Linked DNA regions of Mus musculus: all the other regions are linked to region 1. A link is a contact called in public HiChIP or PLAC-seq and promoter capture Hi-C data. All regions are on one chromosome and are shown on one strand. The core of a region is the stretch at or near the end of the contact, and the rest is flanking DNA. Distances in the headings are between cores, read along the strand shown. Region 1 holds the start of Vps4b (vacuolar protein sorting 4B). Region 2 has its middle 74 kb from the start of Gm41928. Region 3 has its middle 7.4 kb from the start of Gm41928. Region 4 overlaps Bcl2 (B cell leukemia/lymphoma 2).

What was found. Promoter capture Hi-C pulls out the DNA fragments that hold promoters and counts their contacts. HiChIP or PLAC-seq counts read pairs in DNA pulled down with a chosen protein or histone mark.
Region 2: an H3K27ac HiChIP or PLAC-seq map of extraembryonic endoderm stem cells shows a contact between it and region 1. The contact joins the enhancer-like site here to the promoter of Vps4b in region 1. A contact is called at or near these places in 4 of 39 promoter capture datasets (3T3-L1-derived adipocytes, cranial neural crest, hematopoietic stem and progenitor cells and 1 more), 1 of 15 datasets of contacts at CTCF or cohesin (the NIH/3T3 cell line), 8 of 115 datasets of contacts at active chromatin or transcription factors (bone marrow-derived macrophages, embryonic stem cells, extraembryonic endoderm stem cells and 3 more) and 1 of 9 other capture datasets (liver).
Region 3: a contact with region 1 is called in a promoter capture Hi-C map of pre-B cells. The contact joins the enhancer-like site here to the promoter of Vps4b in region 1. A contact is called at or near these places in 8 of 39 promoter capture datasets (the 3T3-L1 cell line, the C10 cell line, cranial neural crest and 4 more), 1 of 15 datasets of contacts at CTCF or cohesin (the NIH/3T3 cell line), 3 of 484 Hi-C or Micro-C datasets (the Ba/F3 cell line, bone marrow-derived macrophages and group 2 innate lymphoid cells), 15 of 115 datasets of contacts at active chromatin or transcription factors (the 230-238 cell line, bone marrow-derived macrophages, cardiomyocytes and 9 more) and 4 of 9 other capture datasets (adipose tissue, liver, macrophages and 1 more).
Region 4: an H3K4me3 HiChIP or PLAC-seq map of bone marrow-derived macrophages shows a contact between it and region 1, with 4 times the contacts expected there. The contact joins the enhancer-like site here to the promoter of Vps4b in region 1. A contact is called at or near these places in 8 of 39 promoter capture datasets (the C10 cell line, cranial neural crest, liver and 4 more), 1 of 15 datasets of contacts at CTCF or cohesin (the NIH/3T3 cell line), 1 of 484 Hi-C or Micro-C datasets (group 2 innate lymphoid cells), 14 of 115 datasets of contacts at active chromatin or transcription factors (the 230-238 cell line, bone marrow-derived macrophages, cardiomyocytes and 7 more) and 4 of 9 other capture datasets (adipose tissue, embryonic stem cells, liver and 1 more).

The regions. Positions count from the first base shown.
Region 1 is chr1:106,794,548-106,799,454 of GRCm38.p6, reverse strand. Vps4b (vacuolar protein sorting 4B) reads left to right here and starts at 2,730. Exons shown (of 11, transcript NM_009190.2): 1 at 2,730-3,034. The coding sequence starts at 3,008.
Region 2 is chr1:106,447,307-106,452,213 of GRCm38.p6, reverse strand. No RefSeq gene overlaps it. Among named protein-coding and RNA genes, the nearest start is that of Gm41928, 74 kb to the left of the region's middle. Within about 2 kb of position 2,268, at least 21 of the 459 cell types and tissues checked have an H3K27ac peak or open chromatin away from gene starts, as enhancers often do. A contact at or near this core is called in extraembryonic endoderm stem cells, where this site is marked.
Region 3 is chr1:106,513,748-106,518,654 of GRCm38.p6, reverse strand. No RefSeq gene overlaps it. Among named protein-coding and RNA genes, the nearest start is that of Gm41928, 7.4 kb to the left of the region's middle. Within about 2 kb of position 2,899, at least 85 of the 459 cell types and tissues checked have an H3K27ac peak or open chromatin away from gene starts, as enhancers often do. A contact at or near this core is called in the 230-238 cell line, the Ba/F3 cell line, group 2 innate lymphoid cells and 1 more, where this site is marked.
Region 4 is chr1:106,537,580-106,542,486 of GRCm38.p6, reverse strand. It overlaps Bcl2 (B cell leukemia/lymphoma 2), which reads left to right. Exons shown (of 2, transcript NM_009741.5): 2 at 1-4,311. Among named protein-coding and RNA genes, the nearest start is that of Mir3473f, 6.6 kb to the left of the region's middle. Within about 2 kb of position 2,131, at least 7 of the 459 cell types and tissues checked have an H3K27ac peak or open chromatin away from gene starts, as enhancers often do. A contact at or near this core is called in bone marrow-derived macrophages, where this site is marked.

The DNA.
Region 1 (4,907 bases), core at 1,481-3,980:
ATTGTTTCCTTTAAATCTTTGATTTAAGACTGAGATGAATTTTGTCGTTATGAAACTAAATTTCATGTAGAAGGGCTGAATCCACAAATGCCTCCATGAGCTCCACGGATCTCCCCATTTTCCATAATTCCTGAGGTCTGAAAGTATTTCCCTGAAAGATTTCCCCTGAGGAAAGGGAGTGTTTTTTGTTTAATTAACATTAATTAAGCAGGTAATTTGTGGGTGTATGTCAATGTAAGGGCAGAGGGAGTTATAAAACATGGAAGGTTTAGTGCCCAGGGAATTGTGGTCTAAAGTAGTAGGACCTTGGTGATTTTACCCCTCGAAAGATAGGATATTGTATGAAAATGGGAGTAACAGCTTTTTCTTATTTGTGACACACAAGCTCTTACTGCACATTTATGGAATTCAAGTGCCAAGATATAGTGAGAATAAAGACACTTCCAAGACGTCATGAAAAAAATGACATTGAACAGGCACTTGAAGAATCTCTGTGTGTTTATTTAACAAGCTGAGTTAATCAAAAGCAATTGAGGAACATGATCTACTATTAACCAAAGCCCTCGAGTGAGGACGAAAGGTTTGTACTCCAGGAATGGGGAATATCCTGTTGGCTCTATGGCTCTTTCTTAAAGTGTAGAAACAAGATGCCTCTTACTTCATCCTATTACCAGCTTTCTCTTGGTCCATTCTACAATACCCATATCCATCTTCATAAAGTCAACATACCACCAATCACAACTTCACCAGAAATAAAATCTAAAAAGACCAACAATGCAGGGCTTCTGCAACCCTGTCTGCTTTCTAGAAAAGCCTAATGCATGAAGCACTCAGCATCCATCAGTGCCTGCCGATATATTCCTAACTTCATTTCCTGCCACTCTTATTCCAAAGTATCTTTGCTTCCTGCATGCCAGCCTCCCATAAACACGTTGGATGGCTTTCCTTTGTGCATTTATTCTTGCTTTGACTGCTGTCTGAAATGTCCTGGTCTGTGGAAATCAATTTAAGACTTTGAGATTCTGTTCAGATGACACTTCTCTAGGGCATCCTTGTTCATGTGATCGGAACTGAGCCTCCACTCCAGAGTCAGGGTTCATTCAGCCTCTGGTTGTTTGCCTCAGTTCTCAGATGAGATTGCCCTTGGAGATAAGTGACCTAAGTTTACCACCCAGCTGTGCAATGGGCTTTCTTGATCACCCAATTAGCTTCAGTTATAAAAATCAGACACATTTCTCATAGAATTCAGTAAGATAAAATATGTACACAAGTATTTTGTAAACCTTTATGCACATAAAGAATTCCATTTCCATCTTATTTTTATTGAAAAGTTTTTCCATATGATATATCCTGATTATGATTTCTCATTCCCCAACTCCTCCCAGGTCCCTTCCACATTCCCACCCATCCACCTTCATGTTCTGCTTTCTCTCTCTTTAGAAAGCAAACAGGAAGAAAAAGAACCCAAAGAAACACATGCACACAAAAATTACATTAAAGCACAAAATTAGAAACTACAACATACAGGAAAAAGACAAGGTAGAAAAGAATGTTCAAAGTATGAGACAAAAAGTCTACAAAAATACCTTTGAGTTTGTTTGTGTCGGCCTAGGACCTGTCCTTAAGCGTGGTTTATATACCCGTTAAGGTTTCATTGGAGAAAATTAATTTTTCCTTTGCAAGTGAGTGTCATTGCAGATAGTTTCTTGGTTAGGGTGGGAGCGCTCATCCACTTCCCCCTTTCGGTGCTGGGACCCCATCTGACTTGAACTCTGCTCTTCAGTCCTTTTGTGACTCTGCTTCCTTGGAGTCCTCCAAACTCCTCTGGCTCTTAGTCTTTCCTCCTCTTCTAGATTTCTTTGCTCTGGGGTGGAGGGATGAAGATAGCCCATTAGGTCTCTCACTGAACACTGACTGTTCAGTTCCGGGTCTCTGGTTAGTTCCCATATACTACAAGAGGAAACTCCTTTGATGATTGGAGAGTGAATCACTGATCTATGGGTGTAGCAGAATGTTGTTGGGAGTCATTTTTATTGCTGTGTGTGTTTTTTTTTAATCAGAACAACAGTATGTGGTTTTCTCCTAAGACCATGATTATCCAGTCTAAAGTTCATGGCTACCCAAGCAGTTTTGTTCCATCCCATAGCTGGGTCTTATATCCAACCAGAGAGTGGCTGGCTATTCTTACATTTGTGCCAGTATTGAGCCAGCCTATCTGCAAGCAGCTCACCACTGTAGGTCCCACGGTTTGTAGCTGGGTGATGGTTACCTTTCTCCTCTGGTTCTGTGCAAAGTACCTCCCAGTACCGTAAACACTAGACAGTAGGGGTGAAGGCTCCATTTACATTTTACCATTTTATATACACAATAGGTATTTTATTGTGCTGGAATATAAGGAGCAGATAGCAATAATTTCGAAAAGAAAACCTTAGTTTGAAACGCTTGCACAAGAGTTGCAAAAAGAATTTTCGAATTCCAACGTACTTGTCATCCAGCTTTCTCTTAATAGCATCTGAAATGACTGTACTATTGCTTACTAAAACTAAAATGTTAATGTCCGATACATTAGCTGAGCTACACACTTTTGTCACACTTTTATGTTTTAACAACTGACGTCCCTCTCCAGCACCAGACTTCACTCCAGAATCCCCCACATGCCTTTAGGCTGACTTCCGCATCTCGGCTTCCTGTTCTCATTTCGCGAGAGTTCATTTGTGGCGAAACGCATCCTGGGTGACTGGTTAGCGCGTGTGCGGATGACGAAGCGGAAGTGCCCGGGCCAGAGGCGGGACCAGAGCCCTAAGGGGCTCGAAATTACGGAAGTTTTGTGCGGAGGGTCGGGTGGCTGCTGGAGTTCCTGCTGGATTTACGGCTCCGGAGCTGGGGCTGCCGCTGGGGGGGTCTCAGAGCCGCCAGCCTCCGCACGGTTTGCGGTGGTGACCCGGGCGCGACTCGACGGCGCTGCTGCGGGCCTTGTCTGTAGTAGGGGACCCCTCGGATCTCCACCATGGCGTCCACGAACACCAACCTGCAGGTACCGCGGTCCTTCTGGGCTCCTCTGGGCCCCTCTGGAGAGCCGGAGCCCGCGGGGAAGGAGTGGGGGCGGGGGACTGAGAAGCGGCCGCGCCCCTGTCCCCGGCGGAGGAGGGCGGGCCCGCGCAGACGGGACCCGGGCGAAGGGGCGCTTCCCAGCGGGGCCGGCCTTGGCATCGCCTCAGCCTCAAGGTCTGTGGGACTCTTGGTTTGCTTGTGAGATTGGAAAACAAAACAGCGGAGTTTGGGCCGAACTGGGCCGATCTCTCCAACCAGGAAGATCTCCAGTCTGTCCACCAAGAAGAAAGGAAAAGGGTTTTTTTTTTTGTTTGTTTGTTTTTGTTATTGTTTTTCCCAAAGCAGTACTCCGGACCAGTTTAGAATAAGGTTTGCCTTCTCAGTTCCTTACGCTGATAAACAAAGACGTCCAGGTATCCGGTGAATAGGCCAAGAACCTTAGGTTAGAGCGAGCCTGTTGGCACCATCCCCATGAATTCATTAAGAGTATGTTCTCCCGAATTACTGAATTTAAGATCAGGGAGTATTTTAATCTGTATCTTCACTTTCCCGCCCTCATCGCAAAACAAAAACAAAAAGTGTTTTCTAGGTACATTTCGGATTCCTAAGATAATGTTAGAAAGGGGTTATTGCTGCTTCGTGGAACGGTGTGCATTGGCAAATGTTTGTAACGCCGTCTCCCATCATCCTTGGTTCGTCCATGGGGTCCAGAAGAATAACCAAGACTTCTAGCCAAATAGGTTGGTTAGTTTCTTACCAAGGAGTAGGACAAAGTACCCTTAAATATTGGTCTTCTGGTAGTCAAATAGGTATTTGTTCAGTGTCTGATATAAGTAACAATGATAATGTAAACATATTTCCTTAACGTAGGATAATTGATTCTGAAGAAATTCCACCCAAAGGAAGGGCATTTGAATAGGGATCACTCCACACCAAGACGGGGAGTAGAGGTTTGTCTAGTGGGTCTTATCCTGAAACTCAACCTAAAAGATTATGAATGATTGCTCTCTTTTATAAAGTCTAAATGCAGCCATGGCTCATTTTTAAGAATTAAGAGTAAGTTCACTATTAATCTGTATGTATATTTTTTTTTCCACAGAGTTTTTGTAACCTTATATTTTGTAGCCCTTTTCGGAAAATGCTGGGGTTTTGTTTTGGTTGTTTTGTGGGGTGGTTAGTGGATTTGTTGTTGATGATTTTGCTTTTGTGAATGTATTCGTTGATTGATAACGGCTTTCCTGTGGATATTAAAGATAATTTCATTTGTGGTACTCATCTTTCTTTTTCAACATTTGTAGTTTGATTCTGTAACCAGAATGCATTGTATGTTAATTGGATTGTTGGATGTTCTTCAGTGAGCCAGTTAGAGACTGAAAAATATTAAAAGTATAGCTGTGAGTGGTAAGAAGGAGGGATGTTGAGCTACAGTTGTGTTAGTGGTTAGTTCCACTGTGGTTTTTCTCCATCAGACTTTTCAGCTTTCTAACCAAGAAAATTTTGATAAAGAATTGTTAAATGAGTAATTTCCCCAAGGAACAAAATAAAAATCTTTGTAAATAGATGCTTTTAATCTAATGCGGAATGCAAATAACCAAGAAAGCAAACAACAACAAAATGCCACCAGAATTTAAATACAATTCCATAAGATTATAACAGAATTAGAGGTTAGTGTGAGCTGGCATCCCAGAAGGGTGTATCTCACTCTTCCTAGGATAAGTAAGACATGTTTCTCGAAGGTGCTGAGATCTCAGATAAAATAGGCACCGACTGTGATTGGCTCAGTGTTTGATGTGATCTCATTGACTCCTCAGGACAGCTCTTCAAGGCCAGTGTTATTCCATTTTCACAGTATTAGA
Region 2 (4,907 bases), core at 1,019-3,518, 350 kb after region 1:
TATACCCAAATCAGATGCAGTTCACTTTTCTCCATATCCAGCAGGCAATTATCCCACCTTTTCCAGCCTTCGAGGAGGACCAGGTGTCAGGCTTCCATTTGTCTGTTCTCCTTTTAGATGCTTCTTTATCTTGGTTGCTTACCACACAGCACCCGATTGAAGTGCTGTCCTCTCGTGGTGCCCCACCCTGACCCTGGTGCTTCAGCGTGAAGATTTCTGTCTCTGTTCTAGAGAGTTCTGTTGTTTCGTTTATCTTTCCTGGTTTCTCCTCTGGGAAATACTGCTAACTCTGATGCTGGGACCACACCCATCAGCTCCCATGCCTCTTTCCTCCCATAGACTCTTTTTATCATTCATATTAATTTATATAGCATTATGTTCTGATCCCCACATGGAATATTTTCATTTTTAATTTTAACTTTACTCATTTTAAAATTTCAGATCCAGTGTGATGGCTCAGCAGGCAGAGACTTGAGCCTTTATGTACTTTATGCCTGAGCCCTTGAGTTCAATCCTGACAAAGTGGCAGGAGAAACCTGATTCCAGCCCTAACTACTCTCCACATGCACACCAAGGCACACACGCAGTGCACCTACACACAACAATAAAGGAATAACAAGTTAAGTTTCCAAGGGCCACTCTTATGTATTTTCATTTTATATCATTTTAGTCCTGTTTTGAAATTTCATTGTTGGTTTTGTTTTGTTCTGGGATTTGGGGTGGGTTGTTGTTGTTGTTTGTTAACTATTCTTTTTTCTGCATTAGTTTTTGGACTTATTCAAGCTGGGTGTTCTCATGTGGTCAGAGGTCCTCAGTTGTTAGTGGCTCATGGTCACATATTCTTGAAGAGACTGGCCAGAAGCCTCCATATTCATGGAAATGGTGTATTGATGATTCCTTCTGACCATGAAATGTCAGCTTGTGGGGTACTTTCTCTGGAGGGACTTAAGGAATCCAAAGGCATCCTTCCATGTCCTAAAGACAACAGCCATATTCTGCATGTGCCTCAGAGTGGCCCCTCAGTCCTGCTCAGTCAACTTTCTGCAAATGTTCACTGAGCTCTGTCCTCTACTGATGCCATCCTCTAAGTTTGCTTTTTACTGTCATCTTATCACATAGGTGAGCAAGCAGAGGAAATAGGCAGCCATGTGGAATACATGGCTCATGGCTTTCCTCCTGCTCCCTCAATCAGGAAGAAGGGTCCCAGCCATTCCTTCCCATTTGAAGAGGACATTTTCAGGAGACTCTGGTTTCTATCACTGGGGCAGCTGGGGGCTGGGAGCAGCAGTTGTTGTGTGACAGTGCTGCTGGAGGGGGAGGCAGATCCTCCCAGATGTGTCTGCTATTCTTTTTTCATTCTCTCTTTGCTCACCTATATCTCCAGTTTGTCTTGCACTTTCTTCTTACACTGGCATTTCCTCCACTGCTGCAAACTTTCTAGAAGTTTCTAAATGTTTCAGTTCTGCTGGCTGGGTACACAGACTAGAGATGGGGATTTTCTTGTTTTGTTTTGTTTTTCCTTCTGAGCCAGATCGAGTCTCCAAATAGAGAACTTCCAAATATGATCACCACTCTTTTCTTGCTACAGGGGAGTTGGGCATTTCCAGTTCCATTAGCAGGATAGCCTGGGCACAGGCTTATATTTCTGGAAGACAATAGTTTTAAACCCTCACTAGGTGAGAAGACTACCTGGTCTCTGACCTCCAGACAACTAGGCTTCCTAGGCCACTGTTTTGTCTCTGGTCTGGTCACCAGAAGCTTCAGCCCCACCCACCAGGAGATTTTGTTTTTATAGTGTTTCTGCTCTGTGGAGATTCATTTAAATCTATTTTTATCTTGGATTTCATGGAAAATAATTTGCCAACTTTCCCATGTATAACTAGCCCTCCATCACCAATATCTCTGCTAAGATTTCACGATGAAGAAGGAAGGTTCCAGAAAACCGGACGTTGGAGGCTGGACAGACTGTTCCACAGTTTAAAGGACTTGTTTTTGTAGAGGATCTGGGTTCCATTCTCAGCACCCAGCTGTGATGGAGTGGTCTGGGCTCTGTTGGAGAAACTGCAGAACCCCAGAAACTCAGCATGTTAGTTACACAGAGTTGAACAAGGAAGCAGGGTTATTGCAAACAGCTGAACAAAGTTGATTACATACAGATAAGGTGTTACATACAGATAAGCAAGGAGGCAGGATTTATCGAGTACTGCTGGATCAAGGGAGCAGGTTTAGCTGATCTTGGTAGGAACATTCCTTGTAGGGGCGTAGTCTTCAGAGTTCCTGGGGTGGCTGGGAAAAGACAATGGTGGACATTGTCTACACACACCCTCACCCCAGAGCTGGCTCATGTTGACAACATACCTTCTCTCAGGTCTTGATTCAGTCAGGGCAAATATTTTCCAACCTGTTCATCTTTCTGCATAAGCATTTTCTCCTTTAGCTTAGGACTTAAAGATTTATGATGACAATTCTTACTGCTGTTAGACATTTTAAATGAAAGAAAATTATCATTCTGTGCACTCAAGCAAATGACTTAATCAATTTCTCCTTGACTTACACAGAGGAAGTTCATGCTCTAGAAAGCTTTATGTAAGACTTTTATTTCCCGAATATCAAACTGACTTCTTATTCAACTGCTAATAATGTTGCAATAATTAAGATATGCCTCTGAAGCATTGTGTGAAGACAAATAGAAATTCCGCTTATGTAATTAGAAAAGGAAATGTGTTCAAGTGGCTATTGCCAATGGATGCAAAAGGTGACTGCATCACCCTACTTCCTTATTGGCATGGACCATGTCGATATGTGAGCTTTCAATCGGCACATCTCCTATAACATAGAATTGCTTCATCTAAACAAAACAAGCAAAGAGGAGGAGGAGGGAAGAGGAAGAGAAAAAGGAAGAAGAGAAAGAAGAAGAAGAAAAGGAAGAAGAGGAAAAAGAGGAGGAGGAAGAAGAGAGGAGGAGGAGGAGAAAGGGAAGAGGAAGAGGAAAAGAAAGAAGAGGAAGAAAAGAAAGAAGAGGAGGAGGAAGAGGAGAGGAGGAGGAGAAAAGAGAATGGGGCTTGATTGCAGGTGATATCCTAAGTGTGTCCTGTAGTAGATTTAGAGGGTGATAGGAGGTTTTTCTATTATTTTCTTTCTGTTCTTTGATGGTTATTTAGGGTTTGACTTTGGTGAATCTCAGCTTTACCATCTGTGGGTGATATAGGAAGAAATTAGGAAATTTGGAATGAGTAGTCAGCGGGTAGCCTAACCCATGAAAAAGCAGGCAGGTATCTTCTGTATCACTGCGGACCATGTTGTCAATGCAGATTCCCAGATCCCTCCAGATCACTAGACTGTGCCTTTTAATGAACTCTATTAAACTGTTCCAGAGCCATTTGAGATCGGAGCTGTGTCAGACAGACAGAAGAGAGTGTATTCCCCAAGGTCACAGGCTTGCAACAGAACCAGCTGTGGCTTACAGCGGCCTTCTCCCACTTCATGCTTACAGCATTCATAATTATAATTTACCCACCACTAAGTTCCTACTTCATGTTGATGGATCAATGTTGTGAGGTGTTTATTTTGGTTTCTTTTCTAAGAATGTTTGCCTTTGTTGATTTTCTTTTGTGTGTATTTTTCTACTTCATGAATGTCTGCTTTTACTACTATTTTTTCTTTCTCTGATTTTATTCTCCTATTTGTCCTAATTCTTTGGTAGACTTGAAAGCATGTTAAGCTCCTCTATGCTAATAAAAATACACGAGGTTACAAACTGTTCCCTAAGAACAATTATAGCTACATCTGATAAATTCTGACATATAATTTTGAGTTTTTATTTAGTCCCTAATATTTCCCAATGTCTATTGTGATTTTGTGTTTAATACATGGACAAAGTGTTTCATAGATGTTTTCAGATGTATGATGTCTGGTAGATATCCCTTTAGTTTCTAAATAGACAATAAACTATGACTAGATATCATGGTCTCTATGACTGTAATTCTTTATATATTTGTCAAAGCAGGCAGGTTAAATTTTTCCAAGAGATGAATATTGGTAGCTTAATCACAATCTCTTAATATATATTTACTTAATCAAAATTTCACACATGCATATGACGTGTTCCCACAACCCCCCTTCCTTCCCCTCAAATTCTTCCTCTATCCTTACCTTCTCTCCCCTCCCAACTTTATATGCTCTCCCACCCCTCTCTCTCTCCCCCCCCCCTCTCTCTCTCTCACACACACACACACACACACACACACACACACACTGAAGAGGCTGCAGAGATGGCTCAGGAATTAAGAAAGACCACTTTTAAATAGAGAACTCTTAACAGAGGACTCTCTAATGGCCAAGAAGCACTTAAAGAAATGTTGAACATCCCTAGTCATCAGGAAGATGCAAATAAAAATGGCTCCAAAATTCTATCTTACACCCATCAAAAACTCAAGTGACAACTCATGCTGGTGATGTGGAGCAAGAGGAATACTTTTCCATTACTGGCAGGAGTGCAAACTTGTACAACCACTTTGGAAGTCCACTTGGTAGTTTCTCAGAAAACTGGGAATAATTCTATCTCAAGACCTAGCTATACCATTCTTGCAATTATACCTAAAAGATGTTCCACCATATCACAAGGACACTTGCTCAACTATGTTCTTAGCAGCTTTATTTGTAATATCCAGAAACTTGAAACAACCTAGATATCCTGCAACTGAAGAATGGATAAAGACAACATGGTACATTTATACAATGAAATTTGCAGACAAATGAAAAGAACTAAAAAATATCATCCTGAGTGAAATAATCTAGACCCAGAAAGACATGCAGATGTTTTTACTTAATAAAAAGTGTACATTGGGTATTCTAAGTTTCTGGGCTAATATCCACTTATCAGTTAGTGCATATCATGTGTGTTCTTT
Region 3 (4,907 bases), core at 1,650-4,149, 280 kb after region 1:
CAGCATTGTGTAAAATGACCCATGGTGGCACACATGCAAATGAAGTGTGATGTTCGACATCCTCTCCTCCTTCAGTCTTCTCTGTCCTGCTTTCTCAGCCTCTCTTCGATACCAGTGGGTTTGCTTGCCTCTCTGGTTCTTTGTATTCTTGCATATCTAATGTGTCCATAGTTCTGACTTCCCAGATCTAGGAATCTAAAGAAGAAATTATTGATACCTGCATTGGATGCATCTGCTGCTGCTCTGGGATCTCTCAAATATCCTTATCCTTGGGAAATGCTGAAGTGGCAAGGTTTCTATCACTCAAGGTTGAGACTGAACACATGTCCGGTGATTGTACCTTGTAGAGAGCAGTCAGCTCTCAACGGATCCTGGAGTGGCATTCATAAGAAGGAAGGTAGACTGATCTTAATAGGGAGCGCGTCACAGCCACATGAGGACCTGACTGGGGAGCTGAGCATGGTGATTTTAGGGATGAAGCTGTTGGTGGAAATATTCTCCTCTTCTTTATGAGCCTGCTGCCTCTGCACTGGTTTCACTGCCCCACCGCTCATCTGCTCATCACAAATGGGCAAGGCCTTGGCTTTCGTGGGCACCCAGCCCTGGCAGGAGTGTGTAACCACTCTGCACATCCTGGCCTCTGAAAGGAAGCCAGGGGGCAGATACCAGGCTGATGCCTGCATGCCTAGAGGGGGAACAGTACCCACCACCCTCCCCTCCATACCAACCAGAGCCTAACTAAAACCAACTTGAGCACTAAAAATAGGACAGGGAGAGGAGTAGACGGAGGCAGAAATGAAATCCATTTGTGACCGAAGGGACTGCAGAGTCTTTTTTCCCTAGGTTGGCACAGTGGTTGGTTGTGCAACCTATGGTTCTCAGCACACTGCTGCTTATCTGGGCTGGCAGTTAAACCGACGGCAGAGCTGGTCTCCCCACAATGGAGCTGAAATTAGCCCAGGCTCAGGGCCAGGCCCAACTTGGTATAGGATGTTTGCAGGTTATGTACTTAAATGGAATGAGTTCCTACAGCAGTTTTCTGTAGGAGGCCCTTCCATGTCCAAGTTAAACTCTCAAGATACCACTGAGAGGCCATGAACACACACAACACTCACATGCACACCGAAACACACAACACATGAACACAAACACACAACACATGCACACAAACACATAACACATGCAGGCATCTACATACACACATGCATGTGCACACACACTCAAGCATGCCCCTTACAGTTCTGCTTTGTCCTCTGCTTTTCAATGGGAATGGAAAGCCAAGTTAATAAGTTAAGCAGTTAGGGGCCATATCACACCCTTGAAAGATAAGGAAACCCAGCACTGGTGAAAATCAATATTTATTGTGGTCAGTGTGCATAGAGACAGGCCCTGTATGTTCACCAGCCTGGACTGCCTGTTGGACAAGGGGTCATGGCTGTATATTTGGAGACCATTTGGCCATCTAGGTCATCCCTGGTCTTGTGGATTCCAACATCCCAAGCTTGATTGAGGCTACAGTTCTTCCAAACTATTGATTGGTTTTCTTCCCGGAACATTCAGAAGATGGCAGTGCTTGCTCGAATGCATTTAACAATTGCAAAGGGGCTGAACAACTGCTCAGTGGTAGAGCTTTTGCCTAACATGGACAAGGCCATGAGTTTCATTCCTAGCACCCGCCTCCTTCAAATCATAGGATTAAGAATTCTTCAAAGGTCTATTTTTCATGATGACTTCTTTGACAACTTTTTAATTGACTTATTTATTTAAAAATTGTAAATTGTCTGTGTGTGTGTGTGTGTGTGTGTGTGTGTGTGTGTGTGAGAGAGAGAGAGAGAGAAAGAGAGAGAGAGAGAGAGAGAGAGTATAAAGGTATTTGTAGATGTATGCAGATGTCTACTGAGGCTAGAAGAGGGTGTCTGGTCTCATGTCTGTGGACTTGAGCTGGCTGTGAGGCCACCTGACATGGGTACTGGGAAGCTAACCTGAATCCTCTGGAAAAGCCACTGAGCCACCTCTTTAGCCCAGAATGACCTCCTGAGTGTTGCATCTTGTCATCTCCTGCCTCTCCTCTTCTGCTTTCTGTCTCCCCATCCTCCTCTTTTTCTTCCACTTCAAGTGTTAAATTCCTTCAAATTATTTATTCTGATTTCTATTTTGATTTTTAAAGGTACACTTTTGATAGATGGCTCATTTTACCTTTGAACTCATGATCCTCCCGTCCTCACCTCCTCATTGCCAGGACGTCCAGGTGTGTGCCACCCTACCCGGCCTTAAAATGTTTATTTGTATTGGTGTCCTTGATCACCTAACACCTTAAGCATGACTTCTGTGCTGTTTGCTAAACTAGTAACTGCCCTTCTGCTGGCTTTTAATAGACAGTGTCCAGCTATGAGATGCATCGTTTGGTCACCTAACTCCTCAGTTCAATGATAACTCACAGACCTGGGCCAAACTGATTGTCTTTGAGTGAACTTGACTGAGGTTCCAGCTTAGCTTCTGCCTCTATCAGTCTGGCCCCTGAACTAACTCCCCCCACCCCCATCTGTAAAGTGAAGAGATGCTCTCTTTGTGTCCTTACCAACTATGGGAGGCTACATTCTTGGCTTCAGGCCTTGAACCAGATGAGTGTAGCTCCTTCGTGAGTGCACCACTGACCTTCCTGCCTCAGGCTTAACTTTCCTTTAGGGGAAAGCTATGGTTAAGTTGGTGACCGCAGGCTGAGTGTCAGCCTCATCTGCAGATGGGGGACTTGGGGAGGGAAAGCTTACCTGATGGGTGACCACTAGATGATTTTCACTTCTGCGAAACAGATCTCTGCTGTTTCTTGGCCCAGAAGCCTGCCACATCTTAGAGTCACCGGTGTCATGAGCCGGTTGTGGAAAGTGGAAATGGGCAGGATGTGGTTTGAACTGACAAAACTGGAGCAAATCACTCATCTCTGGGGTTGGCATGGATACTGAGGGTGGGGGAGGCTGTGCAGGGATACTGACGGGGGGGGGAGGGGAGGTCTGTGCAGGGATACGGAGGGGGTGGCTATGCAGGAATACCAAGAGGTGAGAGAGGCTGTGCTTACTGTACAGCCAGCCAGCATTATAAGTCTAGGGCAGCCCAGCCACTCTGAACATACTGGGCTTGGAAGCTGGGCAGCGTTGAGCCTAACTAGTACTTAGATGGAAGGAAGTAACAAAGTAGGCTTCAGAGTCATAAGATTCTCAATATGTGACCTAAATCCCTGGCATGCTTCTTCTGTACTACCAACAGAACCCTAAACTCAGAAAGAACGTGGCCCTTGACAGCCAGGATCCATGTTGCCTTCATAATACTTCCCATAGCCTTGACTTGGACCTGTGTGTGTCCCAGGGTCATTTGAGGACCTTACCATATGTCTCCACAGTATGGCCTCTGGTTGGACTGTGGAGACAATCAACAAATAACAGGTAAATGAATAGTTAGTTCTAAGCAATGTAAACACCCCAAAAGTCTACTAGTGTGCATGTTGGTTTTTGTCAATCCGACATTAATCTAGACATCATTAGAAAGAAGGAACCGTGGGTGAGAAGATGCTTTCATCACCTTGGCCTGGAGGCAAGCCTGTGAGCCATTTTCCTAATTAATGATTGATGTGGGAGAGCCCAGCCTCGTAGGGGCAGTGTCACCCCTGTGCAGGTGGGTGTGAAACATAAGAGAGAGTGAGCCGAGCAAGCCATGGGAAACAAGCCAGTAAGCAATGTTCCTTCATGGCCTCTGCTTCGGTTCCTGATTCTAGGTTCTTACCTTGAGCTCCTGTGCCGAGTTCTCTTCATGATGGACCATCAGCCGGTTTCCTCCGAAAACTGCTTTTATTTGTGGTGTTTATCCCAGCAATAGAAACATAATTAAGAGAAGTAGGTTTAACAAAAATTCAAGTACTGAATTATCTGGGCTACCATGGGGTTTCAGGGGGATGGGAAGGTTCTGTCCTGCCTTCTTAAGCCTATTGGATGAAGAGCTTTCTGCCTGCCTTTCCTGGAGGGAGGAAGGCTGCTGTGACTTCAGGGCTTACATAACTAACTGCTGACTGACAGTGGTCCTCACTTCTGAGACCCACAGAAATGCCTGGGTGCATCATTTTACATCCCAGCCCCATTGTTGCTCTACCAGGATTGTCTTTGTTGTGCTTGTCATTGTCTGATGTCTTTGTTGAGAAGAATAGCTCAGACAAAGAACCATCACAGTGCCTCGCTGACTGGCTGGGTTTGCTGCATCTTGGGGAGGCTCCCTTCTGACAGACGTAGGAGAAGCCACACATTCTCAGGTCTAAAATCAAGGCAATGGTACAAAACACCTCATCATGGGTGGTCATGGGACTGACAGCATCACGAAACTGTTCTCACAGAGCTGGGTGTGGAGTAAGTACCAAAGAGAGAGCAGCTCATTTTTTAGGTTCTTTCAGCGGCATAATAGTCTTTAAATCATGCAATCTTATTCTGTTTTTTTTTTTTTTTTTTTTTTTTTTTTTCCTGGCATAAACACGATCCAGCACAGCCAACGTTGTTTAATGTTTGCCTGGCTTCCTTCCCTCTGTTTTCTGTCTCTGGGGAGGACAGGAGAGGAAGGACATTCCAATTTCACAAACACTACCTCTGAGTGCCTCAGATTAATGTACAACGCTGAGCTGAGATGACTTTTTATTTTTAGCATGCATGAGTATTTAATGCATGATAATGTTTATGCCACACATCAGTGGGGAATGGAAAGACCACTCACAAAATGGAACTGGGATTAACTAGCTAATTATTTAGGAAAATGTGAGCGTACTTTGAGAAAAAAAGACATCACAGATGGGTCAGAAAGTACTGTTAAACCTATATACTTCGGAATGGGGACCTGTTTATGGGTGTGGCCCTGGGATGTCAAAGGATGTCATT
Region 4 (4,907 bases), core at 882-3,381, 260 kb after region 1:
GATAATCATATATTTTGGATACGCACACCCCCTCCTCCAATACTCACTCTGTCTGAGGAGGAAACAAAGGCTTCTGGATTCCAGGAAGTGGATGTGTGACGACTTCTTCAGCATCAGGAAGAATGGGGTCACCTAGCGCTTCAGGCAGCCACAAGTGCCTGCTTTATGGAGACCAACATCTGCAGAACCTCCCTGTGGCTCAGCAACTTGGCCTGGGCAGCCTGCCCTGAGTGTGGCCCTCACCAGCCTCCTCACCGGGTTTGGAACAGAGCAGCTGGTCTCTGAGCTCAGACTTACCCAGTAAGAAAGAGCAATATAATAGAGACTCACCAGGGTCTGCTACCCTCAGGCCCTCCAGGCTGGGCCTGTCTGGAGCAGGAGAACTGCTCTTTCTAAGACACTTGCCACTGTAGAGAGGAGAACGCAGGTAGTGCCCATCCTGCCTGAGGGCATAGTGAAGGCAGGAAGACCACCACACAGAAGAAGAAGCCCGGCGGAGCTTTAGGTGGCCACAGGTACCTGCTGGCAGTGCTGTCACATTTAAGGCAAGGCTTTAAGTTACTTTGGCCAAAAATCCTAAGGAGGCAGTGAAGCGAGGCTCACGGAGTCGATGACCCGTGTCTATGGATTTACATGTAAAACATTATCTTGTAGTTTGGTTCTATTTGAAAATCTGACAGAGAGAGAGAATAAAAAGTTTCAGGAATGTATGGAATGTGGAGATTATCTATACATCCTGGGGCCAAAAAAAAAAAAAAAAAAAAAAAAAGATGGTATATTATGGAGGAATAACAAAAGAAGTGATGAAATTTCCAGCTAATGAAAGGGGAACCACTTTTTCCCCAAGTTCAGAATTAGCATGGGGGTATTTGTGGAATTACCTTTGGGGCATTATCACACCCTGTACCATTCATCTGTATTAACGTTGGAATGTACTTCACTCAATGTTTATTGCTGTGGTTGATATTTCAAAAGCTGCTTTCAAAAAGAATCCATGCATCTCAGCATTGTTTAAATTGTATTTAGTTATGACCTCTAGAATGTTTGTTAGTCACACAAACAGAAAAAGATACTTTTTCCATTTGAGGTATTTGTCTCTTGATTCTTCAAAAGCATTTCTGAAAAGGTGGGAACAGCTTTAGAGAGATGCGAGGAACCGATGGAGCTGGGCTTGCCTGTTCCCTCCGCTGTGCTGTTGGAGCCTACCCCTCTGCCGGGACAGACCCTGGGATTGCTTATCATGATGGATATAGCTGTTGCCCACTCGACCTTGTTTCTTCCAGGTTTACTTGTCCCTGGACGATTCAGCATTTAACTCAAGTTACCTAGGATTTCATGCATGTTTGGTTAAACCCATGATGTTCATTCACTTAGAAATCCAGATGGGAAGCAGAGCAAGGGGTTAGGACCTGGCTCTAGCAGCTGGGCCTTCAGAGGGTTGCTTTGTGTGGCCTGTTGGGCATAGATGTGTCAGGACTCCTCTTATCCCCTGTCCCCCAGGCCTGCCTCCCTGTGCAGAGAGAGAGAGAACAAGGGAGAGAGCAGGAGAGCCAGAACTCCCCAGTAGGTCTCAGAGAACAGGATGATCAGAACTTTTCAAGTTATTCTAGTTTTTAAGCGAAATATTATCCTGTGAAAGGTTTACATTCTCCACGCGATGAATATGGAATAAGAAACCCTGTGCTGCTATCCTGCCAAGATCATTGTAATGGAGGAGTCGGTTTGCAGTACACACCAAGTGACCGGCTCCTTCAAGCTGCTTCTTGAAGTAACGATGAAGAACACAGACATTTATTTTAAATATAAAACCTGTTTCTCTTTTGTTTTTGTTGCTATTGTTCAAACTTGGATTTGTAGAGTATTTGAAAAAAATGTATATACATTTAAAAGAAGAAGCAGCAGCAGCTCATAGGAGTCCTTCAGGTGTGGGATTTTGTTTTCTGATTTGAATGGCAAATTCTCCAAGTCCCTGGACCCTAGAACTGGACAGTATTGTGGCTGCATTTGCTCTAAAAGTAGTTGGTGATGCAATTTTTTTTCTTGTTAAAAACATGTTAGAAGCAAAGAGTATACATAGAATCTGACTTGACTAGCCTTTTTCTTCCTCTTTTTTTTTAATAACCTCAATTATTTTGCAATCAGACAACAGAGAGCCATCTGCATGTAGTTCATATTTCAGAAGGGCTTCACACCCAAATCTCACCTCCTCTGTAAGCTTTGAAATCTCTCCATCAATCAAAGCCAAGCAGACGTAGAAGTGGGCTGAGAGACTCAGAGAGAGCCATCGAGAAGAGCAGCCCAATGCCCTCCAGAGCCCCAGTACCCGCCCAGGCTCTCTGAGAGATGGCAAAAAAAACAGAGAGGTTGATCTTCAGTGATTCCTCAGGGCCTGAACTTGCGTGAAGGCTTGAGATGTCCATGAGAGCCACAGTTAAGGGAGCACTTTCATGTAGTTCAAGTAAAACCCTCCATCCTGTCCAGCTCGCTTGTCTCTGGATGTTTGGGTGTGGCCTTTATTCATACATACATACATTTTTTCCACAGGCATATTCTTATTTATTACATCTAAGAGCATTGCTGGGTCTAGGAAAGGGGGAAGCAGGGTTTAGGAAGTGCTCATAAGCCAGGAGGGATTATAATAATCAGGACTGAATGTAGATAATGGGTGGCAGTACCCACATGTGTAGGTCCCACACTGAATAGAATAGGCAGAATTGTGAATAGCCCGTGTTTGTAATGGAGCCTAGACTAAAACAACTCATAAATGTGAGCTTCAACTCTAACTGTGCTTTGAAGGTGATGGGTGTCTCTATACTTCCTTATCAGTTACAGTTAGAAATGTACACCTACCCTATCAGGAAAAAATAACAGGAAAAGGTTGAAATATAAGCCAGTCTAAGGAAATTAGGGAGCCACTAAAGTTCTCTTCTGAGCTTATACTATGGTCTCTATTGCAGCTCAGACAAATATGATCACACACTTTTTAAGAAATACAATTCTCCATTGTCGGGCCCATGAAGGCTCTGATCTGATCTGTATTGTTGCCCAATTTGGGTCTTTCAGGGATTTTTCTATGCCATTATTATAGGGACAAAGGACACTTGTTATGAGGTGGGAGAGATGAAGAATTCTTACATGAGTAGAACATTTCCTAGATTGGGCCAGGGTGTGAAGGTCTTCAGCAAAATCAAGGCTGTGAGAAGTGAGGGACCTTTATGGGGGTCAAAGTTATGTTCGCCTGAGGACTTTTTGCAAGAAGCAAGGAAGCTCTATGGTACATTTATACTCCAGGGACATTGACCTAGTTCAAAGTCTGGCTTAATATGGTCAAGCAATAGCATATGTTTCAAGTTGGATATGGCTAATGAGTGTTTAAACAGTAAGTTTGACATTTTAACCAACAGGGTATTTAAACAACAACTTTCCAGTTGGTAGGGACATCTGTTTCTCTCTGTTTATTATACACAACATAGAAAAAATTCAATAAGATTGAATTAAGTAAAACATTGTGAGACTGAGTTAGGTAAACGATTGTGGCAGTCCCTTAGCCTTGGCCAGGGAATTATTCAATCCGCTATAGACATCTGTGCACTGTGCATCTCTCCAGGCATGAAGAAAACCAGGTAGAGGGCAGATGGCACCTGAGCACTTCATCCTGGATATCTAAGAAGAATAACATAAAGCCAGTGTTCCATGCACCAAGTCCAGTACAGAAGACAAAAAGAGTCACAGAAGATGGAAAAGCTAGCTAATCAGAAATCCTGGGAATGTTAAGTGTGCCGGCCATGTGGCTATGCGGCAATGCCTGTACCTTCCCACTTGGGAACCTGCAGTGGGCCCTCCAGCTGGCTCCCTTCATGAAATCCTCCCCTCCGAGATAACATCTGAAGGATTGATGGCAGATTCAGTTTCCATTAGGAGATATTTTCCTTTGGAGACAGGGGTTCTCTATTAAAATATCTTCTTAGGTTTTCAGCTAAACTTTGCTTTGGCTTCAGCTATAGTGGGGTTCTTTCTAAGTAAAGTAATGTTCAAATAAGTGTTTTGTATTGGAAGCTTTGTTATCAAGATTTTCATACTTATATCCATGGGCTGCTTTTAAGGTTGATACTTTTAGGCGTGGCTGATGCCTATAGCACTGTACATACAAGAAATATATAAGTGTATTTGGCATACTTAAGGTAAAATAAGTCTCCAGTTGGCTACTGTTACATATAATGGCTCTTTGTTTGTGTTGTTAGAAAACATTACATTGCCATTAACTCCCCATGTCTGTCTGAAAAAATAAAATAAAATACAGTGAGCAGCACCAGTTGTCCTCTGGAACTGTTTATAACACGCTAACATGGTTGTGCTGACTATTCGTCATTATCAAAGAAACCTTTGGAAAGCCTCCCTAACAAGCTACTAAGACCATCATGAGCACATTCTAATGAAGGCCTGGGAGACAAGGCATGAATTACATTGCCTGAGAGAATTCATATTGCTATTTGGTGAGTTATTTCATATGGATGGAGATCTCAGCCTTCATTCCTGTTACTGTAATATGATATTCTGACAGAAAGCAACTTAGGAGAGAAAGGCTTGAAGGTCACAATTCCAAGTTATAATCCAAGATAGCAGAGAAAAGTCAAGGCCACAAGAACTTAAAACAGCTAGTCACATCCCATCCACAACCAAGGGCAGGAGACTGGATATGCGCATGCTTGTACTTAGCTCAATTTTTTTTCACACTTACACAGTTCAGGACCATCTGCCTAGGGAATGGTGCATCCTACAATGAGCTGGGTCTCCCAGCATCAAATAATTTAAGATAATCCCTCATAGACATGTCCATAGACCAACCCATTATAGATAGTCCCTCGGAGACTTCCCAGTTGATTCTGGATTGTGCCAAGCTGACAATC